3 separate regions of the Mus musculus genome follow, and all the other regions are linked to region 2. Evidence: chromatin contacts called from public Hi-C and promoter capture Hi-C data. All regions are on one chromosome and are shown on one strand. The core of a region is the stretch at or near the end of the contact, and the rest is flanking DNA. Distances in the headings are between cores, read along the strand shown.

Region 1 (3,459 bases), core at 398-2,897, 150 kb before region 2:
AGAGTACTTGTTACCTGTGGAGAGGACCTGGGTTTGCTTCCTAGCACCCACATGATGGTTCAGAGTCACCTTAAATTCCAGTTGGAAGGTATCTCACCTCTGTGGCCACCAGGTCTACATGTGGCATACAAATATATAGATTCACACACACAAGAAGATCTCAGCCCACTTCCAGCCTGCACCGGTAGGAAACAATTACTCTAGGCACACACCTGGGTCCCTCTGACTTCTATGAAGTCTTAGTCTCCACAGGTCTTAAGTTTCCCTGGGCTACTGGAGGCCCAGTGTAAGTAGGGGTGCCCATCTTCTATCCCAAATATGACAGTGGAACTGCCTAGATCTCAGCCCCTTTCCCACTTGACACTGGGCTAACTTTCTTGCTCTTTTTGTACAGAAACAACCAGGGTTACCTTACTTCTTGGGCTCTAGAACTAATAATTTATATCACCAGTACTGCTGAGCACTGTTCCCTGTCCTCATTTCTTTCAGCAGCCAAGCACATTTTTCACCGTAGAAACAAATGGAAAAGCTGTGTCTAGTGGCAGGCTTCTAAGAGGTGGGAGAAGGAGGCTGCAGAGGCAGCTCATTGGTTTGTAGCATTTGCTGCTTGACCAGAGGACCTGAATTCAGATCCACAAACCCACTCAACCATCTATAACTCCAATTTCAGAAGATCCAGTTCCCTCTTCAGGCCTCCTTGGGCACTAGGCATGCAAGTTGTACGTTGACATACAAGTTTTTTAATTAGGAAATAATTGGGCCGGGCAGTGGTGGCACACACCTTTAATCCCAGCACTTGGGAGGCAGAGGCAGGTGGATCTCAGAGTTGGAGGCTAACCTGGTCTACAAAGTGAGTTCCAGGACATCCAGGGCTACACAGAGAAACCCTGTCTCGAAAAACCAAAAAAGATAAAAGTAAAAAATAATTGAAATGGAGACAGGAAGGTCATGAGTTCAAGGTCATCAGATACATAGTGAATTGAAGGCCAGCTGAGACTACATGAGATTGCACAAACTGACTTGATGGAGAACATAATGTACTGATAATCTATGCCAAACAAGTCAATATTAACCATGTATTGACAAGCTGGCCTAGCTTGGTAGATCTTTGAGGGCAAAGACCATTGCTCTGACCCTTAGCTGCTGTGTTTGCATGTGTCCTATCTACGGCCTCCTGGCCATTCTCTGGGCTTCAGCCTCCCCTCCGCCTATCTATCTACTATCTGACACTCCTCTGTCTCTTGCACAACCTTCCATGACGTAGAGCAGCTTAGCAGACCTATTCTAAGTGCCACATGCTCCAGATTCCCTGGGCTTCATTGTTCACGTCTGGCGCCTGACATTCCTAAGATGTTCCTTGACCCAGTTCTAGCATTGTCTTCTGGCCATATGCTTGATTGCTAAGTCATCCTGGAGTCAGCAAGACCGCTTATCTCTGCTTTCAAAGTAGGTTCGGCAAAACCTGGTTAAGACAAAAAACCAAACTTTAGAGGGTCACGGATGCCCTGTCAGAAGAGCATTATCTGATTAGCCAAATCAGAAGCTATCTTATCTACAGTGGCACTGTCCAGGTTCCAACAGAGCCTTTGCGTCCTCCCGTGGGAGGGGTTAGGGCGGAGTCTGGGATGATGGGTGGAGCTTGAGATGGATTCGCGTTTTGGAGCTGGACTTGCAAGCTGTGCTCAAGATTGGGTAGCCTACCCGGAAGTGGGCGGCCTTCTGCCCGGAAGGCGCGGGACTCCTTGGCGGCGGCAAAAATGCTTGGTGTTAAAGGAAACTACCTACTACCCGCAGACTGCGCTCACCGGTGGGTCTCGTGCAACGGAAGGGAATTGGGCGGACGGGAGCGAGGTTCGGAGGCTCACATAGTACCTGTCCTCAGGCTGGTAGCGGAGCTGCAGGGCGCCTTGGACTCCTGCGCCGATCGGCAGCGGCAGTTGGAGCGGAGCCTGCGCGTTTCCAGGAGGCTGCTGCAGGTCTGGTACGCGGACCCAGGACCTCCTGGCCAGTCCCTCCTCGGACCATCAGGATTATGCAGAGTCCCAGGGCCTAGAAGGCCAAATACAAATGCATGCTTTTAGACTCCGGTTGCCATTGCTATCCTTACCCCTTATCCAGGGTCTGAGGCTGGGAATCTGCTTAGGGATAGAATGTTTGGACCATACCATGGCTGCCCTGTCTTTGCAGGGAACCAGCCAGGACCCCATCTCCAGTTCCAGAAACCAAAGAAGAGGACCCAAGTCCAGGTAAACGTTAGCTGCTTTTTATGGGTGCTGTCCCTGGCCTTTCTCTGGCTTGCTGTCATGGGGGAATCCATCCTGGGACAGTGAGGAGGAATTCTTGCATGGTTCTTGACGTTCATAGCATGTGCACCGAGTTCTCAAGATCTCGAGGAGCTGGAACTTTTGACCCAGGCTCTGGAGAAGGCTGTACGTGTGAGGAAAGGCGTGTCCAATGCTGGACAAAGAGACAGAACCCCCACTCTGACATCTAAGGCAGCCACTTCTGGTGCCGCTGCCGCCTCCCATCCTCGGGCTCCCAGCCGGGGTGGCAGCCGTGTATTGGGTACAAGATCCACCAAGGGTATACAGCGGGCCACAGCCCCTCCCAAGGATTACCCTGAGCACAGACTACGATCAAAGGGTGATAAGACCCATGTAAGAACACAAGACCAAACTACTGGGTATGGACCAGACCTCAGGGACCAACAAATGACCCCGTCATCTGCTCATCACACCACAGAACTCTTCGCATTAAAGGAGAAGGGGTAAGCTTCCCAGACGCTCGTATCCTGACAGGGCATTGAGCTGGTTGAGGAAGCCCCTGGTGCCGACCCGTAAGGGTCATGCACTGAAGCAAACAGGGCAGAACAGGGTTGGGATGGTATCAGGTTTGTCGTTCTGGAGCCTAACCAGCCCATGAGCTCTCTGGACTGGGCGAGCACCCACCCTCCTCCAGAAGCCGTTTTCAAAAAGCTTGTCAGAATTAAGCTGTTAAAGGAGAGGAGGTGAGAAGGTTCGCCCCAATGGGTTCTGAGCCATGAGTAAGAATGACAGTCCTAATGCCGGGCTTGGTGGCCCACGCCTTTAATCCCAGCACTCGGGAGGCAGAGGCAGGCAGATTTCTGAGTTCGGGGCCAGCCTGGTCTACAGAGTGAGTTTCAGGACAGCCAGGGCTACACAGAGAAACCCTGTCTCAGAAAAAAAGCAAAACAAAACAACAATAACAAAAAGAATGACAGCCCTAGAATGTGAGGAGACTGCTCTTAGCATTGGCTTCTCTCTCTCACAGGACTCTCCTGCAGCTACCTGAGGACTTCAGGAAGGCAGTGTCTCGGAATTCCTGGTAAGGCTGAGTGGTGACAGAGACAGGAAAACATTGCAAACATTGGGAAGGGGAGGTCTCTCTGCTTCTGCACTCACTAATCCCTGTGCATGCTGAGGCTTTGAAGTTCCCAGT
Region 2 (3,190 bases), core at 534-3,033:
TCAGCAGAGATAAAGTGTTGAACTGACCTTGCTACATGCCTAATGGATAATTCATAATTAAGTTTATAGACTCAGAAATGCATTTGGGCCATTTGGGAATCAGTAGCAAAGCAGAATAGCAAAGCTCTTCTTGGAAAAGAAACCACACAGATGATTGAGTTTTACTAAAAGTACAGCTGTGAGTGTTCTTGCTCCACACCTCAGGTCTTGGTTCAGGACAGCACAGTGGCTAGGCTTTGTCATTGCCAAGGATGGGTATCCCCACTGATGCTTATGTAAACCTTCTTGTGCGCTGCAGTGCTGCACGGAACTGTAGTGCCCACCCAAATCAGATAGTAGCTTTATCTGTGTTGGGTGGGGCCTGCTGGTTCAATTTGGAAACATGCAGCAGAGATTTTCTGTGTTACTTGACTGTCAGAGCTTAGGGCTGGAGATGTGTAGAAATCAGTTTCCTGCCCTCCTCTGCCTCAAGGCTTCTCCCCATTGTTCTATAGACCTGGGGTGTTCATCTGAGACTTGGGAGGCCACAGCAACTCTGAATATGGTGAAGATACTCCTATACACGTTTCTATTTGTTTTAATGCAAAACCCAACATAAACTGGTGCTGATGCCAGTGGGTGTAGCACCTCGTGGGTAGAAGGTAAGACAAGGGCCCTGACATTGAACAGGGCTGGAACCACTCTCAGAACCTCTGAAGATACCTAGCTTCTGGCCTAACACTTCAGGGTTATAAGTCAGAATGTGGAAAAATGGCCTGCAATGTGAGGGAAGCTGTTTCTGTCAAAAGCACTTTTGCAGCAGTAAGCAAATGAATTAACCAATATGAATACCTGAAAATTCCCTGTAACTCATTTCTTCCATATGAAGAATCCAAACTGAACAAAAGTTTTTACAAATAGCAAAATTTTCCCTCCCCATGTAGTCCACCCTAGTTTAATCATCTGGGTTAATGACTACAAGTAGGTCATTGTGCAGGTTAAAGCCACGACCATAGTGTGATTGGACATGTGCAAATTAAAAACTGTTACAGTATTTAGAGCTGCTGCGGCTGGTCCATTAGCCACGTACAGTAGGATGAATTGCTGTCATTCAGGTTGGTGGCAGTCAGTTAGAACATGTGTAATATTCTCTACCTGTTCTGTAGCTGTAACTGTGATGTACAGGCAAAGGAAAAATTAAAAATACTTATGAAAACAGATAATGCAATGATACTGGGATATACACTTTTGTATTTTTATTCTTATATAAGGTTATTTGCTGGCTATTGTCGGCCTCTAGTTCAGTCTGTGTTATTTAAATTCTAATATATGAATTATTTGGATTGAATTCATGTTTGGGGCCACGTTGTTGTATGTATTGATGTACAGCCTTGAGTGTGAATAATTATTGTAAACTATATTTTACAACTTTTTTCCTGGCTTTATTATATAAATTTTCTATTTGGTCATGGTTTAATCATATAATTTAATGAAACAACTTTTCTTTTTTTTGTTTTTTTCAAATATCTGTGCTTTAGATGTAATTACCGGATGATGGATTTCCCTCGTATGCTCGGTAGTCTTGTAATAAAAGCATGTAGAGTGTACACTTTGTTTGCCATGGAGCCTCTTTGAGTAGGGGCGGAGCTTGAGCCGAGGATGCTCGTGAGAACCCGAGACTTGCTCCGGCCGGAAGTGGTAATCTCCGGCCTGCTTTTCGAGCCGGAACTTCCGCCTTGCACATGAGCCCTGGGCGGGCACTTTATTGGGGCGTACCTATGGGCGGGACAACTCAGGGGGGCTGTATTAAAGAACGGACGCTTCCGGCGAAGGGCCGCTGTGGCGGGGCTTGTTAGGATCATGGCGGAGAATCACTGCGAGCTGCTGCCGCCGGCTCCGAGCGGCCTCGGGGCGGGGCTGGGGGGCGGCCTGTGCCGCCGCTGCAGCGCTGGGATGGGCGCCCTGGCTCAGCGCCCCGGTGGCGTGTCCAAGTGGGTCCGGCTCAACGTCGGCGGCACCTACTTCCTCACCACCCGGCAGACGCTGTGCCGGGACCCGAAGTCTTTCCTGTACCGCTTGTGCCAGGCGGACCCCGACCTAGATTCGGACAAGGTGAGGGCCTCGCGGGTCAGCAGGGGTCTGGCCGCCCTAGTCGCCACTCGCGACACACACCTCTTCACAATGAGGGCGCCCGGCGGAGCGGGCCGGAGGGAGGATGGCACTCTGGTACCCACCTGCCTCGGCCCTTTGGTTTAACAGTGCCTCTTTCTTCTTTCATGCTCTTCGGTCGAGAAGGACCCAAGCTTTGCTGTGGCCCTACTTTCTTCTCCCCAGATTCTTTTGCCCAGGGTGTGTGACCACCACCGCCCAACTATTTGCTGGCTTTGGAACCTGAGAACCCTTTGCATTCATCTGGTCTTTTCACATTCCAGACGTCTAAATTAACGTAGGCCATGGGGGTTGACACAGTGACTACCCTTTTTCCAGTGATTTGCAGAGTTTGTGCTTTATCCTTCTCATTCATAAGGACAGGCACGGCATCTCTTAGAAGGTACCACCTGAGTAGAAATGTTCAAAGGTGTCAGTTTAATTCTAATAAATGAATTATTTGTATTGAATTCATGTTCGGGGCCAGGTGTCAAAAAATCTTAGGGTTGTGAAAGAGACCAGGTAGAGAATCTTTTTCCATCTCCTTTTCAGACTTCATTTCCCCACCGCCTTTGAAAAGGGTAGGGATTTCCAGCTTAGTTTGTGGTTTGTCTATCTTTAATTTAATTAAACGCTAATACTGTTAATACCTGTGGTAATAGAAAGTATTTCAATTATTATCATTACAAAAGTTGTGTGTCGTACTGCATACTGAAAAATTAGTATTGTGCAGGATTGAAACTTAGGAACAAATCGTTCACTCCCCTTTCCCCCTAGGCAGTTTATTAGCCTTGTACTAACTGAGTTTTCTGGTTCAGCCTACATGATGGTGCTTGATTTTGTGCCTTGCCAGCCTGAAAGTGACTACTCAGGAGGTTTTCCAGAAAGATCGAGCCCATTGCACTTTAAACGGCCTAACAGAGCACCTTCTCAGTGAGGGAGGCCTGGCATTATGACCAGGAAATGAACTCTTGAGTTACTGCAAAATAATCAAGAAGTTAGAGTTTGAGATACTACTATGGTAGTTCTTCATATCCTTCCTCCCAGCTGTTACCATTACTGA
Region 3 (3,464 bases), core at 698-3,197, 210 kb before region 2:
ACACTCCTGGCAGTGCATGTGTGAAGCTCGTGGTGATGCTCACCTTCCTGAGCATCAGCCCTGTGGTCCTCGTCACCGTCACCAGTGAGAAAGGTAATCACATTGACATTTTGCAGGGAGCAGGAATCTCTCCTCCAGCAGCCACTACAGCTGTCACACCCACAAAAACTCATGTCTAACCAAAGACGCAAGAGATAGCGCTCGCAGCCGCTGTGGGCCGAACACAGGGTGGACAAACAACTCAGTCACACTCACTCTGCAGATGGATGCTTCACCTGTGTGAAGTCTATGAACAGACAAAATGAATCTCGGAAATGGACTCAGAAAAAGGGTTACCTCTGGGCCTGGGGCAAAGGGCCGATAGAAATAACACACCGGAGAGCTTTGGGGGGTAAAGGATGTTCCTGATCTTGGACCGGACACTAGTTTATGTGGATTTACATACTTACGAATCACTGTCCACCTGTGATCCATGCATTTCACTAAAATGTAATGTTCCTTACTTTAAAAAAAAAAGTGAATATGTAAATGAATTAGTCAACATGGGAGGAAGAGCTCTTGTAAAAGAAACTAAGATCCAGCCATTATTTACAACACATACTTGAAACTGACAGCTTCTGTTTATGCTACCACAAATGGGTCAGGGTGGGACAAAAGAGCCTAAATGTTACCTCCACTTTTTTTTTTCTTTTTTTCTTTTTTTTCTTTTTTTTACCTCCACTTTTTATTAGGATTTATTATATGACTGTCTGTACGTCTCTGTGTTTTCCTGTGTGTCTGTGCACATATGTGGAGTTTCACATGGAGGACTGAAGAGGTTATCAGATCCCCAGGAGCTGTGGGGACCAGTGGTTTGTGAGCGACATGGCATGGTTGCTGGGAACTAAACTCCAGTCCTCCATAAGAGCAGAAGGCTCCTCACTGCCGGGCATGTCCTGGCCCCACAATGCTCTTTTTCTTTTGGATTTACATTTCACAACCCCTTCAGATGGATTTTCCTTCCCTTCCACATTCTTCTTTATTTTTAAAAGTAATTTTTATTTTGAAGGCGGGGCTTGGTGAGCTGGGTCAGGAGTTAAGACCACTCACTGGCTGCTCTTCAAGAGGACCCAGTTTTATTCCCAGCACCCAACAGCTCACGGATGTCTGTGACTCCCATCCCAGGGGATCGAATGCCCTCTTCTAGCCTCCAGGATGTACAAACATACAACAGACAGCATACAGGCAAAACATTCATATACATAAGATTAAGAAACATTGCTTTGTGTATAAGTGTTTGCATGAATATCTGATGCACATCACTTACATGCCTGGTAGCCACCGAGGCCAGAAAGGGGTAAAGGGGTGTCAGGTTCCCTGGAACCGGAATTAGACTGCAGTGAGCCACCATGTGGTTGCTGAGACTTGAACCCAGGTCCTCTGGAGAGCAACCAGTGTTCTTAACCACTGAGCCATCTCCCCAGCCATCTTCCTTACTTTCATTTAAAATTTGATTTACAATGTCCCTTTTCTCTGATGTGGGGAGTTGTCCTCTCTCCTAAGGGACCCTTTATGACAGTTTAAGTCTCCACAAACCATGGAGGAAGGGACCTTATACTCCTTGTCTGACTTCAGGATGACGCTCTGGAGCCAGGGATATGGTGGAATGCTCGCCTAGCATGTGCGAGTCCCTAGGCTCAATCTTCAGGACAGGGGAAGGTAAAACACCCCAGGGAGTCCAGAGCTGGCTCCCATCCCTGTTCTGCCTGGGTCTGCTCACCTCCAGCCCACACCCCTGGGCACTTCCTGCTGGAGCCATGCTGCCTCTGACTTTCTCAGATACAGTGTGCTCTCTGGATAAAGGAAGTGGCAGATCTAAGGAACTAAACAAAGAAACATAGAGTTAAATGAACAGAGGTGGGGAGAGTCAACACCAGGAGTCAGGAACCCACAGTGTGGTCTGGAGGCCTGAGAGTGTGACGTCCGGACTCCAGAAGTGACTGAGGAGAGAGATGACTGGTCACTTTCCCTTATGCTAGTAAAATTGGTGCTTTCTGTTCTCATTGCAGATCTTGGCTACACGGAACTCTCAGACTCCTTGGATCATATTTTCCTAATTCTTCCTGGACATTGCCTGGGAATGGCCTTGTCCAACTTGTACTATAACTTTGAGCTGAAAAAGTTTTGCAGTGCTAAGAACTTGAGTGATATTGACTGCAATGATGTTTGTGAGTAAAGAGTGAAATTTGCTGAGAACATTTTTATCCTTATATGGTTTGTGTAATACGATTTGGCCTTTCTTTCTTTTTCTTTTCTCCCTATGGTTTTTTTGTTTGGTTGGTTGGTTGGTTTTTTGGTGTTTTTTGGGTTTGTTTTTTTTGTTTGTTTGTTTTTTTTTGTTTTTTTTTTGAGACAGGGTTTCTCTGTGTAGCCCCGGCTGTCCTGGAACTAGTTTTGTAGACCAGGCTGGACTAGAACTCAGAGATTAACACCACCACCACCACCACCACCACCACCACCACCACCACCACACACACACACACACACACACACACACACACACACACACACACACACCCAACCCCTGTCTCTGCCTCCCCGAGTGCTGGGATTAATGGATTGTGCCACAACCACTTGGCTTAAAGTCTCACTATGTATCCCTGGCTGTTCATGAACTCACTATTTAAACCAGGCAAGCTTTGGACTTGGAAAGATTTACCTATTGTAGGCATGTGCCACCATCCAACCTACAGTTCATTGCAGCATTCGCCCTTTCCTGTGAAAAGGCATGGCAAGTGCATGAAAGCTATGCATAGCTGCACATTCTCTCTGTGTGTCTCTCTGTCTCTCTCCATCTCTCTGTCTCTGTGTGTGTGTGTGTGTGTGTGTGTGTGTGTGTGTGTGTGTGTGTGTGTGAGACTCAGGATCTAATACAGAGCCTTGTGCATTTTATGCAACTGTTCTACCACTGAGCTACACCATAGTCTTCTCATCCATACTTTAAATTATGTCTAGATTTCTTAAAACACTTAATACACTGTAAATGCTATGTACATAGTAGTTATAACACATTTGAGAACAACGACAAGGGCTGGTGAGCTGGCTCAGTGGGTAAGAGCACTGACTGCTCTTTCAAAGGTCCTGAGTTCAAATCCCAGCAACCACATGGTGGCTCACAATCACCCACAAAGAGATCTGATGCCCTCTTTTGGCGTGTCTGAAGACAGCTACAATGTACTTATGTATAATAATAAATAAATCTTTGGTTCAGAGCAAGCAGGGACTGAACAAGCGGAATTGATGGGAGTGAGCCGGGCCAACCAGATCGAGCAGAGGTCCTAAAAAAAAATTCAATTCCCAACAACCACATGAAGTCTCACAACCATCTATATAGCTACAGGGTACTCATATACATAAAATAAATAAACTAAAAATGATATGAAAGAACTATGCACAAAGCTAAGCCATGTTTAAGGAAATGGAAA

What was found. Promoter capture Hi-C pulls out the DNA fragments that hold promoters and counts their contacts. Hi-C and Micro-C count contacts between places; a contact is called where the count stands out from the background.
Region 1: a Hi-C map of LSK cells shows a contact between it and region 2, with 2.3 times the contacts expected there. The contact joins the promoter of Tedc2 here to the promoter of Kctd5 in region 2. A contact is called at or near these places in 8 of 39 promoter capture datasets (the C10 cell line, the HPC-7 cell line, cranial neural crest and 5 more), 2 of 484 Hi-C or Micro-C datasets (LSK cells and regulatory T cells), 5 of 115 datasets of contacts at active chromatin or transcription factors (embryonic stem cells, extraembryonic endoderm stem cells, microglia and 1 more) and 3 of 9 other capture datasets (adipose tissue, liver and pancreatic islet).
Region 3: a contact with region 2 is called in a promoter capture Hi-C map of hematopoietic stem and progenitor cells, with 2.3 times the contacts expected there. The contact joins the enhancer-like site here to the promoter of Kctd5 in region 2. A contact is called at or near these places in 5 of 39 promoter capture datasets (the HPC-7 cell line, cranial neural crest, embryonic stem cells and 2 more) and 2 of 9 other capture datasets (adipose tissue and liver).

Annotation. Positions count from the first base shown.
Region 1 is chr17:24,219,039-24,222,497 of GRCm38.p6, reverse strand. Tedc2 (tubulin epsilon and delta complex 2) reads left to right here and starts at 1,647. Exons shown (of 10, transcript NM_028056.2): 1 at 1,647-1,807; 2 at 1,883-1,981; 3 at 2,188-2,246; 4 at 2,365-2,767; 5 at 3,292-3,345. The coding sequence starts at 1,758.
Region 2 is chr17:24,072,078-24,075,267 of GRCm38.p6, reverse strand. It overlaps Kctd5 (potassium channel tetramerisation domain containing 5), which reads left to right and starts at 1,783. Exons shown (of 6, transcript NM_027008.2): 1 at 1,783-2,091. The coding sequence starts at 1,840. It overlaps Pdpk1 (3-phosphoinositide dependent protein kinase 1), which reads left to right. Exons shown (of 14, transcript NM_011062.4): 14 at 1-1,588.
Region 3 is chr17:24,284,359-24,287,822 of GRCm38.p6, reverse strand. Abca17 (ATP-binding cassette, sub-family A (ABC1), member 17) reads left to right here. Exons shown (of 31, transcript NM_001031621.3): 22 at 1-93; 23 at 2,049-2,207. Among named protein-coding and RNA genes, the nearest start is that of Ccnf, 35 kb to the right of the region's middle. Within about 2 kb of position 1,947, at least 22 of the 459 cell types and tissues checked have an H3K27ac peak or open chromatin away from gene starts, as enhancers often do. A contact at or near this core is called in the HPC-7 cell line and hematopoietic stem and progenitor cells, where this site is marked.